2 separate regions of the Sus scrofa genome follow, and region 2 is linked to region 1. The links are chromatin contacts, called in public HiChIP or PLAC-seq maps. All regions are on one chromosome and are shown on one strand. The core of a region is the stretch at or near the end of the contact, and the rest is flanking DNA. Distances in the headings are between cores, read along the strand shown.

The links. HiChIP or PLAC-seq counts read pairs in DNA pulled down with a chosen protein or histone mark.
Region 2: an H3K27ac HiChIP or PLAC-seq map of skeletal muscle shows a contact between it and region 1. The contact joins the enhancer-like site here to the promoter of SEPT7 in region 1. A contact is called at or near these places in 11 of 47 Hi-C or Micro-C datasets (embryonic fibroblasts, epiblast stem cells, fetal heart ventricle and 7 more) and 2 of 2 datasets of contacts at active chromatin or transcription factors (alveolar macrophages and skeletal muscle).

Annotation. Positions count from the first base shown.
Region 1 is chr18:38,180,764-38,186,591 of Sscrofa11.1, reverse strand. SEPT7 (septin-7) reads left to right here and starts at 3,238. Exons shown (of 14, transcript XM_003360171.5): 1 at 3,238-3,684; 2 at 5,218-5,219. The coding sequence starts at 3,624.
Region 2 is chr18:38,071,919-38,077,151 of Sscrofa11.1, reverse strand. No RefSeq gene overlaps it. Among named protein-coding and RNA genes, the nearest start is that of SEPT7, 110 kb to the left of the region's middle. Within about 2 kb of position 3,506, at least 26 of the 83 cell types and tissues checked have an H3K27ac peak or open chromatin away from gene starts, as enhancers often do. A contact at or near this core is called in alveolar macrophages, embryonic fibroblasts, liver and 3 more, where this site is marked.

The sequences.
Region 1 (5,828 bases), core at 1,989-4,488:
AGCATCAAAAATTTACTGAATAAATAATCCATTGAGTGAAGTTCCTGGCAAGGTAGGAGGAGACAGAATCCAAAGAATAGGCCAAAGAGATGAAACACAGTGAACATATAGAAATATATTCCTTAGATGGAAGGACACACGATCCATTGGGATGTCTGAAAGGTGGGTGTAGATGCAGGTAAGCTTATGAATGTGGAGGCAGGAAGCTGTTGGAATTCCTCTCTGATGGGTTCAATTTTTTGCTGAGAATAAATGAAAACAATGGAGATAATCTGGGGTGGCCGTTGTGGAAAAGAGATTTAACTAGGTTAACAAGTACTGCTTGGCCCGCTTAAGATTGAACACTGTAAATATACAGTGGAAAAAAATCCACATGGTCTCTCCAGAATTTCAGATCAACTTTTTGTTAAAAAAAAAAAAAAAGCAAAAAACATTTTCTGAACCAGAGGGTTAAGGTCTAGACTATATTGTATTTGCAAATATAATATTGCAAACAGTGCAGTACAGATCATGAAACGAATATAATAATTCTATCACTCTCTGTTCCTCCCATATCATTTATGAATCACAATCACAGGTGCATGCACACAGACACACTCACCAACTACTGAACTCCTCATGGGAGAAGTTCCATAAGATGTCATCATCTCACTCCTTGTACCCCTCGATCTAATTTTCAGTGGAAAGTGGTGAAGCTCTTACTGTGTGGGTTGGGATTTGCTGGGAAGAATGAACAAATCTCAAAGAACTTATCAATATTATTTATATTAAGAGTTTATCCATTTCAGAAAGCAAAATAACACAATTCACCTTTTTCATATCCATTAAGAGATCTCCCTCAAAGAAACATACCAATAGAGATGGAAGGCAGATATCTTTTTTTTTTTAATAAAAAATAAACTATTAGGAGTTCCTGTCAGTGGTTAACAAGCCCGACTAGCATCCATGAGGATGAGGGTTCAATCCCTGGCCTTACTCAGTGGGTTAAGGATCTTGAATTGCCATGAGCTGTGGTGTAGGTCACAGATGTAGACTTGGATCCTGCTTGCTGTGGCTGTGGCATAGGTCAGCAGTTGCAGCTCCAATTAGACCCCTAGCCTAGGAACCTCCATATGCCACAGGTGCAGCACTAAAAAGACAAAAGACAAAAAAATAAAACTATTAGATTTTATTAAACAATAATAGTATTCACCACACTTTTATTTTTCAAATGATCTGTACATAGTAACATATAATAAGCATTTATTATGGACTGGGCACATTTAGCTCTCACAAAAACTCCATTAGGTAAGTAGTATTATTTCCACTTATAGATGAGGAAGCCGGATCACAGAAAGCTAAAGCAACTTATCCGTATGTATATGGCTAGTAAGTGGTAAAGCTGGAATTTGAACCCAGGTGATGTGACTCCAGATGCTACATGTCTAAGTTCCCTGCTGCACTGCCTTCTTCAAAGGAGATATTTATTACAGTTTCCTAAAGTAAAACGCTCATGTGAAACTTCAGAAATTTAACACAATGATTGGTTGAGCAGACATCGTAACACACTCTATGAGCAATTCGGCACAAATGGAGTTTTAAGAAACAATATTAAGACACAAAATAAGTTGTTTCCTTAGGTAAAATTTCCTTTATTAAAAAAATTACTTGGAAACCTTTCAACAAGAGTATAGAAAATAATTACAATTTAACACCCATGTATCCTCCAGCTACCTTTAAGGTTTTGCCACATTTTTTTGCGTATTACTTTTGGTGGAAAATAAAACATACTACAAGTGAACTCAGTTACCTTCCCTTCTATTCCTCTTAGGAAGTAACTGCTATTCTGAATTGGTATCTACAACTTCCTTATATGATTTTCAGTTTGATCTCACAGTTTATTTTCAAACTTTTATTTATGGTATACCATATACATCTTCTGTGAGTTGTTTTCCCCCCTCTCAATATTATGTTAATGAACTCCAAATTAATACTAGTAGCTTCTCATTAATTTCCATTTTTACCATTCTGTGTATGTCAGTCTGTCCAATGATGTAACTTATTCATTCCTTCTCCTGTAAATGGACATTGAAATTAGCTCCTTCATGGCTCGGGGTTAAGGATCTCAGCATTGTCACTGCTGTGACTCTGGTTACAGTTTGTGGCTGTGGGGTCCATCCCCATCCCCAGAACAGCCAAAACAAACAAACAACTCCCAGATAACTACACTCCCCGACACACACACACACGCAATGCTGTTATGAACACGCTTGTGCGAGCTCATATACAATTGCTCCGTTGCATACGACAGGGAACTATAGCTAATCACTTGTGATGGAGGATAATGTGAAAAAAAAGAATGTGTATCTGTGTATAGCAGATACACAGCAGAAATTGCTGTACAGCAGAAATTAACAGAATATTATAAACTAAAAAAAAAAAATCCTCCATAACATACAGCTTAACAGGAAAGATAACTCGTGTGCATGAATTAAGACAGCGATTAATTTTTAGGAAAGTACAAAAGACCAGGGTTTGCTCTGAGCAAAGTGAGGCTACTTTTACTAGAAAGTATTTGGCGAAGGTTCCAACGACTCGGAGACATTCACTGCTAATTAACCACACACTTTAACCCTTCATTAATCTTTAACTGATAGCCAATAGTTTCACGTGTGTCCATTCATTTCCTTAACTAGATAGAGTGCGAGCGCCACGAGGACCAAACCTGCACCAACGAGCTAAGCCAACACGAATGAATGTGACCGTGGAGAATCCGCAGTGGAAGCTGCAGCAGCTGACCTCTTGGCTCTGCCAGGCCACCAGAAAGCGACAGCGCGAGGGCAATGTCGGGTTAACCAGGGCCTAATCTCAGTTTCTACTCCGAAAGTCAAACTGAGTAAACAGGTATAGATTGGGGCATAGGCACCTGCCTTTAAGGGTCTCTCTTCACTGGCACGGGCGTTGCCGCCAGGTCAGTAGCTAGGAGCCCAGGGGTGGACGCGGCCCCGCCCCAATCATAGCCTCCCGCTCTGGCCTCTTGCAGCGGCGCCTCTTTGCTTTACGCCAACTTCGTAAGGAGGCGCTAAAGCCAATCCGGCGGCTCTCCCAGCTCCAAAACCTGACGTGAAATTGTGCGGGGCTGCATTTACGGCGGCCATCTTTGATTCGGGCAAAACCACACCCTCGCGCCCAACCGGCCCCTCCCTCTCAGCGTCCCCAGGCTTTTTACCCACAAACGTAAGGCGTTAACCTTAGAGGCAGTGTTGAAGAAACACGCACAGAGGCCTGAATGTCCGTGACCCCAAAGGTGCCAAATCCCGCCAATTTTAACATGGCGGCCAAACCAGAAGAGCAAAAGAGTGCTGACGCCAATGAAGTCATGCTCGAAAAACGAGCAAGTCGGCAGGGCGCCGAGGAAGTAATCTCGCGAGATTGAAACCAGCCGCCTCTGGGCCCGGAAGCCTAGTCTGAGGGGGCGGGGGAGGGAGTCGGAGTCAGGCGAGAGCCAGTGGAGGAGTCCTCCTGCGGTCGTCTGCGTAAGCGGGGCAGCGACGCCGGGCGGCTACGCCGCGAAATCGGCGTAGGCGGCTTTGGAGAATCGGCGGGCTGCGCTGCTCCCGGGCTGGTCGCGGAGGGGGGAGGGGATGTCGGTCAGTGCGAGATCCGCTGCTGCTGAGGAGAGGAGCGTCAACAGCAGCACCATGGGTGAGTCTCAGCTTTGGGCCGTCGCGACTCGGGTCGGCGGGTCTGGACGCAGGAGGGTTCTGCGGCCGTCTGGCCGGGCGAGGGTAACGCCCTGGAGCAAGGCGGGGGGCTGCGGCGAAAGAAGGTGGGGCGGGGGCGACGAAGGGCCCGGGGCGCGGTGGCGGCGGGCCCGGGGGGAGGGGAGGCGGCGGCGGCGGTGACAGTTTGAATTGAATGTGCGGAGAGCCGAGGCGGCGGCATTTCCTGTGCCGCGGCGGGCGGGCATGGGGGGCCGGGAGACGTGAGCCGCCACACCGGACCCGCGGCCTCCGCGGACGGAGCTGCCCGAGCGGGGTCGTCTTTCCCTGGCCCGCCTGTTCTGCGGCCCTGCTTCCCCCGCTCGGCGGTCGCAGCACCCGCCGCGGAGCTCCCCTCGTGGAGGAGGGGGCCTGGAGAGGAGGGTGGGGGTGTGTGCGCGCGCCCGGGTGAGGGTGCTGTGTGGGCTGACCCGGGGAGGGCGGCGGCGGGGAGGGAGGAAGAAGGATGCACCAGGCTGAAGCTGCGGTGGAGGCGGCGGCGGCTGCAGCGGCTGAGCCGCGCTGCCTCCTCGCACCTTCTCCCCGCCTCTCGGGGCTTCCCCCCGGCCCCCGGCGCGGCCCCAAAGGCCGGTGGATGGCGGGCGAGGCTTGAGTAAGAAGGATAATGAGCCTGGTTTGGGCTAAATTTTTAGGAAAATGGTAAAAGAGTGCGCTTAGGAAGGGCGCCCTCCCCAGGAGCGGAAAGGGTGGGAAGGGTCGCTGGAAAAGGGAGGGAGTCGGAGATACGGACTGTTGATATTTAACGAAATTCATTTTTGGAAGCATTTCAGTATTCTCATTTATTCTCTTAAGAAGCCTTTTCATTTCCTTTCCTCCCCTACGCATTGGAAAAAGAACCAGGGCCATTTCATTCACATTTTCCACTCCTGAGTTCCATTTCATACTGGGTGTATTGTAGGAAATAAATGTTTTTTTCTAACACATTTCCTTTTGCTAAGTTACATTTTGAGAGGACACTGTTTCAAATCTGCGTTTTCATAGTGTAGGCAAAGAATTTGTAACGTCCAGGTGTTTGTTTAGATACTAAAATAATTTATCCTTGCGACTTTGTTGTAATCCAACTTTATGATTTCTTTTGGCTTTGTTATTTTTATGAAATGGTAGAATATCTTCCTGAGTGCACTTGGTAATATAAATGAACAGATAATCTAGATTCAGAAGCATTTTACTTATTTTACATATTCATGTACAAACAGGTGATGAGTATGGTCAGCCCCTCCCTCCCTAAGTTTAAAAGTAAGTTGAGGAGGGAACTTTTTAGGCATTAAGTGTACAGGTACACGAGATCTTCTCGGAATCCTGATGGAGGAAGGATAGTGCCTTAGCAGGATATAAACAGTTACTAAGCTAGTCAGTGTTGCTTGGATCCCTTATTCCTCCAAATAGCAAAGGAGGGAGCTAGGGGTGTGGGGCAGGAAACAATCTTTCATCCCATCCAGTCTTTCCTCCCACCCAGCTGTTCAGTGGGTGGGGCTAGAGGAGATTGGTTTAAGTGGGGCTTTGAAATAAATGTGGAGGCCACATAGATGGTTTATATGGTAGGTAGCATTGTGTCCTGTGATGGGACAACATGATAGAGCCAGGTCTTCTCAGTACAGTTATTAAAAATACCACAGGCACTCTTAGGCTCACAGAATTGAAGTTCACAACCGAGAAATTTATTTTGTGTTTATGTCAAGTGGATTTTAATTTACAGAAGAATTTTATAATGGTGTAAAATTAAGAATTTTTGGTTTCTGATTTTAATTTGGAGATGTAAGTTATGTATCAAATACATATCTATTATAATAGATGATGTTTCAGAAGTTTGTTATGGAATTGATTATTTGGATTTTTGTGTTTTCCCAAAGAAATAATCTTAAATAAGTACATGTGAGGACTTATAAACTGGTCTGAGACAAGGTAGGACTCCTGACAGGTCTTAGAGCAATTGTTGAGTGTTAACAACGACAACACACACAGAGCAGGAAGCCTTAGATTTATAAAGTCTTAATGGAGGGGTGGTCAGATGACTAGACAGAGTGAAGTTAGTAGTAGATAGAGTTGGTTTCAGACTTCTTATAATTT
Region 2 (5,233 bases), core at 2,257-4,756, 110 kb after region 1:
AGTTCCTGTCGTGGCACAGTGGTTAAAGAATCTGACTAGGAACCATGAGGTTGCAGGTTCAATCCCTGGTCTCGTTCTGTGGGTTAAGGATCTGGCATTGACGTGAGCTGTGGTGTAGGTCGCAGATGCGCAGCTCGGATCCCACACTGCAGTGGCTCTGGGGTAGGCCCGTGGCTACAGCTCCGATTTGACCCCTAGCCTGGGAACTTCCATGTGCCACAGGAGTGGCCCTAGAAAAGGCAAAAAGACAAAAAAAAAAAGTAGAATTCTATGATACGGCCATTTTAATCCCTCATTAAAAGCAAGCAGACCAGAATGGATTAAAGAAGATGTGGCATATATGCTTAATGGAATATTAGCCATAAAAAGAATGCAATAATGCCATCTGCAGCAACGTGGCTAGACCTAAAGATTATCATACTAAGCAAAGTAAGACAAATATGTGATATCACTTATATGTGGAATCTAAAAAAAATGATAAAATGAAACACTCAGATGCAGCAAACAGGGTTTTCAAGGAGGAAAGGGGGGAATAAAGAGTTTGCAATTAACATATGCATACTACTATATGTAAAATCAACAAAGACCTATACTGTATATATAGCTCAGGGAACTATACTCAATATCTTATAATAATATATAACGGTAAAGAATCTGAAAGGAATCTATAAGAAACAATCACTTTGTTTTATACCAATTAACCTAACATTGTACATCAGCTGTACTTCAATTTTAAATAGAGGAAAAGCGGAGTTCCTGTTGTGATACAGCAGAAACAAATCAGAGTAGGAACCAGGGTTTGATCCCTGGCCTTGCTCAGTGGGTTAAGGATCTGGTGTTGCCATGAGCTGTGGTCACAGACTCTGCTCAGATCTGGCATTGCTGTGGCTCTGGCATAGGCCGGCAGCTATAGCTCCAATTAGACCCCTAGCCTGAGAACCTCCATATGCCATGGGTGTGGCCCTAAAAAGACAAAAACAACAACAACAACAAAAACCAAGACTAGGGAGTTCCCTTTGTGGCTCAGTGGTTTGCAGTTAACGAACCTGACTAGGATCCATGAGGATGCAGGTTTGATCCCTGGCCTCGCTGAGTGGGTTAAGGATCTGGTGTTAGCTGTGGTGTAGGTAACAGACGGGGATTGGATCTTGTGTTGCTGTGGCTGTGGTGTAGGTCGACCAGCTGTAGCTCTGATTCAACCCCTCGCCTTGGAACGTCCATATGCTGCAAGTGTAGCCCTGAAAAGCAAAAAAGAAGACTAAAATTTCACTATATAATTATATAATATTTGTATTAGCTATCGATTGGTATATGCAAAGCAACAACTACCCTTCAAGTAACAGTAAACTTTAAACTGTAACACCACCGTTTTTTAGTTTCTACAGGTCAGGGATTAGCCCCAGGTGGATCTGGCGGAAGGGTAGCATTAAAGATGTTGGCTTGGGGCTGCAGCCCTCATCTAAGGACTTGACTGCGGCTGGAGGGCCTCCTTATTGGCTCAGTCAGATCACCAGTAAGGAGGCCTTGATGTCAGGAGGCCTCAGTCCCTTATGCATGTGCTACATAGGGCTGCTTGGATGTCCTTGGGACACAATGACTGGTTTTCTTCCAGAACAAGTGCAAGTGATCCAAGAAGAGAGCAAGGTGTAAGCCACAAAGTCTTTTATGACCTAGCCTTGGAAATCACAGTCGTTTCTGCAATATTGCTGCTTATTGTTGATATAGGTTGGCCCTGTTCAGTGTGGGGAGTGGCTGTACAAAAGCTGGAGTACCAGGAGGCTGCTTATCTATTTTCTGGTTAATCGACAGAAATAATGCTGCAGTGAATATTTCTATACACATCTTGTCCCAATGTGTGAGTTTCTACAGGCTTATGTAACAACATGAACAAAGCCAGCAAATCTGTGGCTCTTAGGTTCATAAGCCTCTGTCAAGTTTTCTGGAGGCATCATGCAGAATGTTCTATTTACTGCCCCCTCCTCACTCAAACCAGATGTCCTCACAGACCCCACCCACAGACTTAGTTAACTCCAGGTTTACATCTTTACAGTTTCAACCAGAGAAGAGAACAAGAGCTCTACCCATGACGGTTTGAAAAATCTCAGGGAAGAATTGCAACAGGCTCAGGAGGGTGAATGCACAACTGTGGTCACAGATAACTACTGTGAGCCTAACAGCACCCCTGCTTCCCCACAAACTTGTCTTCCCCTAGAGATTAGTGGTAAATGAGGTATCAATTCTGCAGCCAACCTGGGCCTTTGAATCAGCTCAACTCACCTACACCCCGCACTCCATCTCTGAGCTTCCTGTGTTGGCTTGTAGAGCTCCACCTGGCCTCCAACCTTCTTCCCTGCATCCAGGGAGCCCTTGAACTTGGCCCCAACAGACTGCACCTCTCCCCCTCTCTCCTTGCTGCCCACCCTGGATTAGGGTTTACATTGGACCCTACTCTATGGGTCATGGATGCACCCAAAAGCCCACAATTCAGGGCTTCCCGGCTCCCAGGGCTGACTTCCCTTAGTACCCCCCCCCCCCCCCGCCACAGACCTTTAAATACCTCCTCCCTGTTTACTGATTTTTTGAAATGAAATTTTTTCTTCTGATTTTCAATTTTGGCAAAAAGTGCTTTTTTCTGAACCATTTTTGAATTATTTGCAGCTTCAAGCCCCTTGTATTACTTAGGTGTGTATTTCCTAGAAACAAGGAAATTTTCATATCAGAGTATAAAGATCAAAATGATGAAATTTAATGAATTTTTTAATAAAACTTAGAAACATTTACAGATCCTCTGTCAGGTAACTGGCAGGTTGATGTCAGGAGGCCTTGGTCCCTTGGCACATGGACCTGCTTAGGGTCCTATCTTCAAATATATATTTGAGTTCATAGCCTATTTTGCATTATGGCCCAAAGCCCCCAATTCTGGCTGTTGTGCTTGCATATTCCTTCAAATAAATTTCAAGGGGATCAACTCAGCATCTCTGGCCCTGGACCTCTTCAGGATGGGATCAGTGCCCACGTCGACACCTGAGTCTGAGGTCCAGTCTCCCAGTTCACTTCTCTCTCCGTCATGTGGGATGAACTCATTTTTTCTCATTTATTCACTCATTCATTCTCATTCCATCTAACTTCTGAGCAGGGGACAGCCAGGGACAGGGGTGCATGCTCCCTCGCTTCAGGAGAGCCCACCCTAGAGAAATTAGCAGGAAGCACGCGGAAGGGTCACCTTAGCCCAGGACCACAGTCACAGAAATTAGGTGTGGTCAAATGTATTCCTATTTGAAGCCTGGGCGATAGCTGAGACCCTCAGGCGCACCTCTCTCACATCGTAGGCGGTGCCTTAGGTGTCCCCCACCCCGCGCTGAGACTTCTGCTTGTGGAGGGATGAGACTGGAATCCGCTGCAGCCTGCAGAGGGGCTTCAGAGATGAAAGCCCCTGGAGGTGGCGGCCCCAGCCTGGCCCTGCTGGTGCTGGGTAAGGCGGGCTCTTCTCTGCCCCCTGGCGGCCATAGGCGCCCGCGCAGGGCCAGGCTCCCCTTGCAAGGGGCCCACGCGGCCGCCCTGCACGCTCAAGCTCCTTCCCTCTTGACCTGCATTCCTTGGGGTCAAGCCGGGGTTGGGATTTCTGAGGACAGCCCCTACCTTACTCCCAAGGGTCGCCATTGGAGCGTCAGTGGTGGATGGTGGTCGTTAGGACAGAAGGTGGCAGCATCTTCATGCACGCTGTGACCTCCCTTCAGGATGTGGCTTTCCAGGGGGACTCTTAGAGCGCCTGCCCTTGAATTCCACACCACTCAATAGTAGGATTTTATTTTGCTTCAGAAATACTTTAAGACGTAGTATTTTTATTTATTGAGGCAAAAATTTAAAGAATGCTACAAAAGTAACTTTGACCTTTGAAACAGAACATTACAACCAAACATAAAGTAAACACGACCGGTTTAAAAGTTCCTCGAAATGTTAAACAGAGAATTACCATACGACCCAGATATTCCACTTCTGGGCATATACCCAAAAGAAGTAAAAGCAGGGACCAGAGCAGACATTTGCACATCTGTGTTCATAGCAACATTATTCGCAATAGCCAAAAAGTGGAACAAACCCAAGCGTCTATGGACGGATGAAAGGATAAACAGAATGTGGTGGATACATACGGGAGATCATTTATCAGCCATAAAAAAGGAAGGAAATTCTGACACAGGCTACAGCATGGATGAACATGCTAAGTAAAAAAAGCCAGACACCAAACACAGAAGGACAAATGTATGATTCCATTTGTATGAAATATCTAGAATACGCAAATTAGAGGGACAGAAAGTAGATCAGATATTACTGGGCCTTGAGGGGAGAGGGAATAGGAAGTTGATGCTTAATGGGTACAGAGTTTTGGGTTGGTATGTTGAAAATTTTTTTAAATGGTGGTGATGGCTATAAATGGTGAATGTAATTAATGTCCCTGAATTGTATACTTAAAATGGTTCATATTATGTATTTTTGACCATAATTTAAAAAACAGAAAGAAAAGAGAACACTGAATTTACCTCTCTACCTACCATTCTACTTCCCGGAGGCCAGGAGCCGTCGAATGACTTTAATGGCGTCTGGAGTCAAGTAAGTGGACGGGGAAGGATTTGAGCAAGATCACTGTGGATAGCCCAGCTCAAAGCAGCCAGCAGCCATGGTCAAGAGCCTTCCACACCCTCACATCTTCCCGCGAGCACCACTGGGTGAGTCATCACTTCTTCATTCTTCTCTCTTTACAGTCCAGTGGGGACTGGCCTTGGCCTGGACTTGGTCTGGGCTTTGGTATACTGGGCCCAAGTTTCCCTGAGACAGAGTGACAGTGTTCTAGACCCCAGTGCCGCAGGTTCAAAGCTCATATTAGCGCAATGGGCAGGAGGCTCTGGTGGCCTCCCAGAGGCCCCTCTCTCTTCCTTAAACCCCATGGCTAGGGCTACCGTGCCCTCTGAAATCTCAAGCTCCCTCTCCCTGTCCCATCACTGTCTCTACCCACTCCTGTCCTCACCTCAGAGACCACACTCTGCCTCGCCAACCTCCCTCCCCAACCCTGTGGGCAGCATTGCCCAACATCAGACTTCTGCTTATGTCTCCAAAAACCAGGAGGGAAAAGTTTGAACTTTGCTGTTTTTTTAAAAAGACGTCAAGTTATTCCTCATGGGAAACCAGGATTTTATCAGAATCTGGATTTTGTTGTTTACAGCTTTAAATTGTTTTT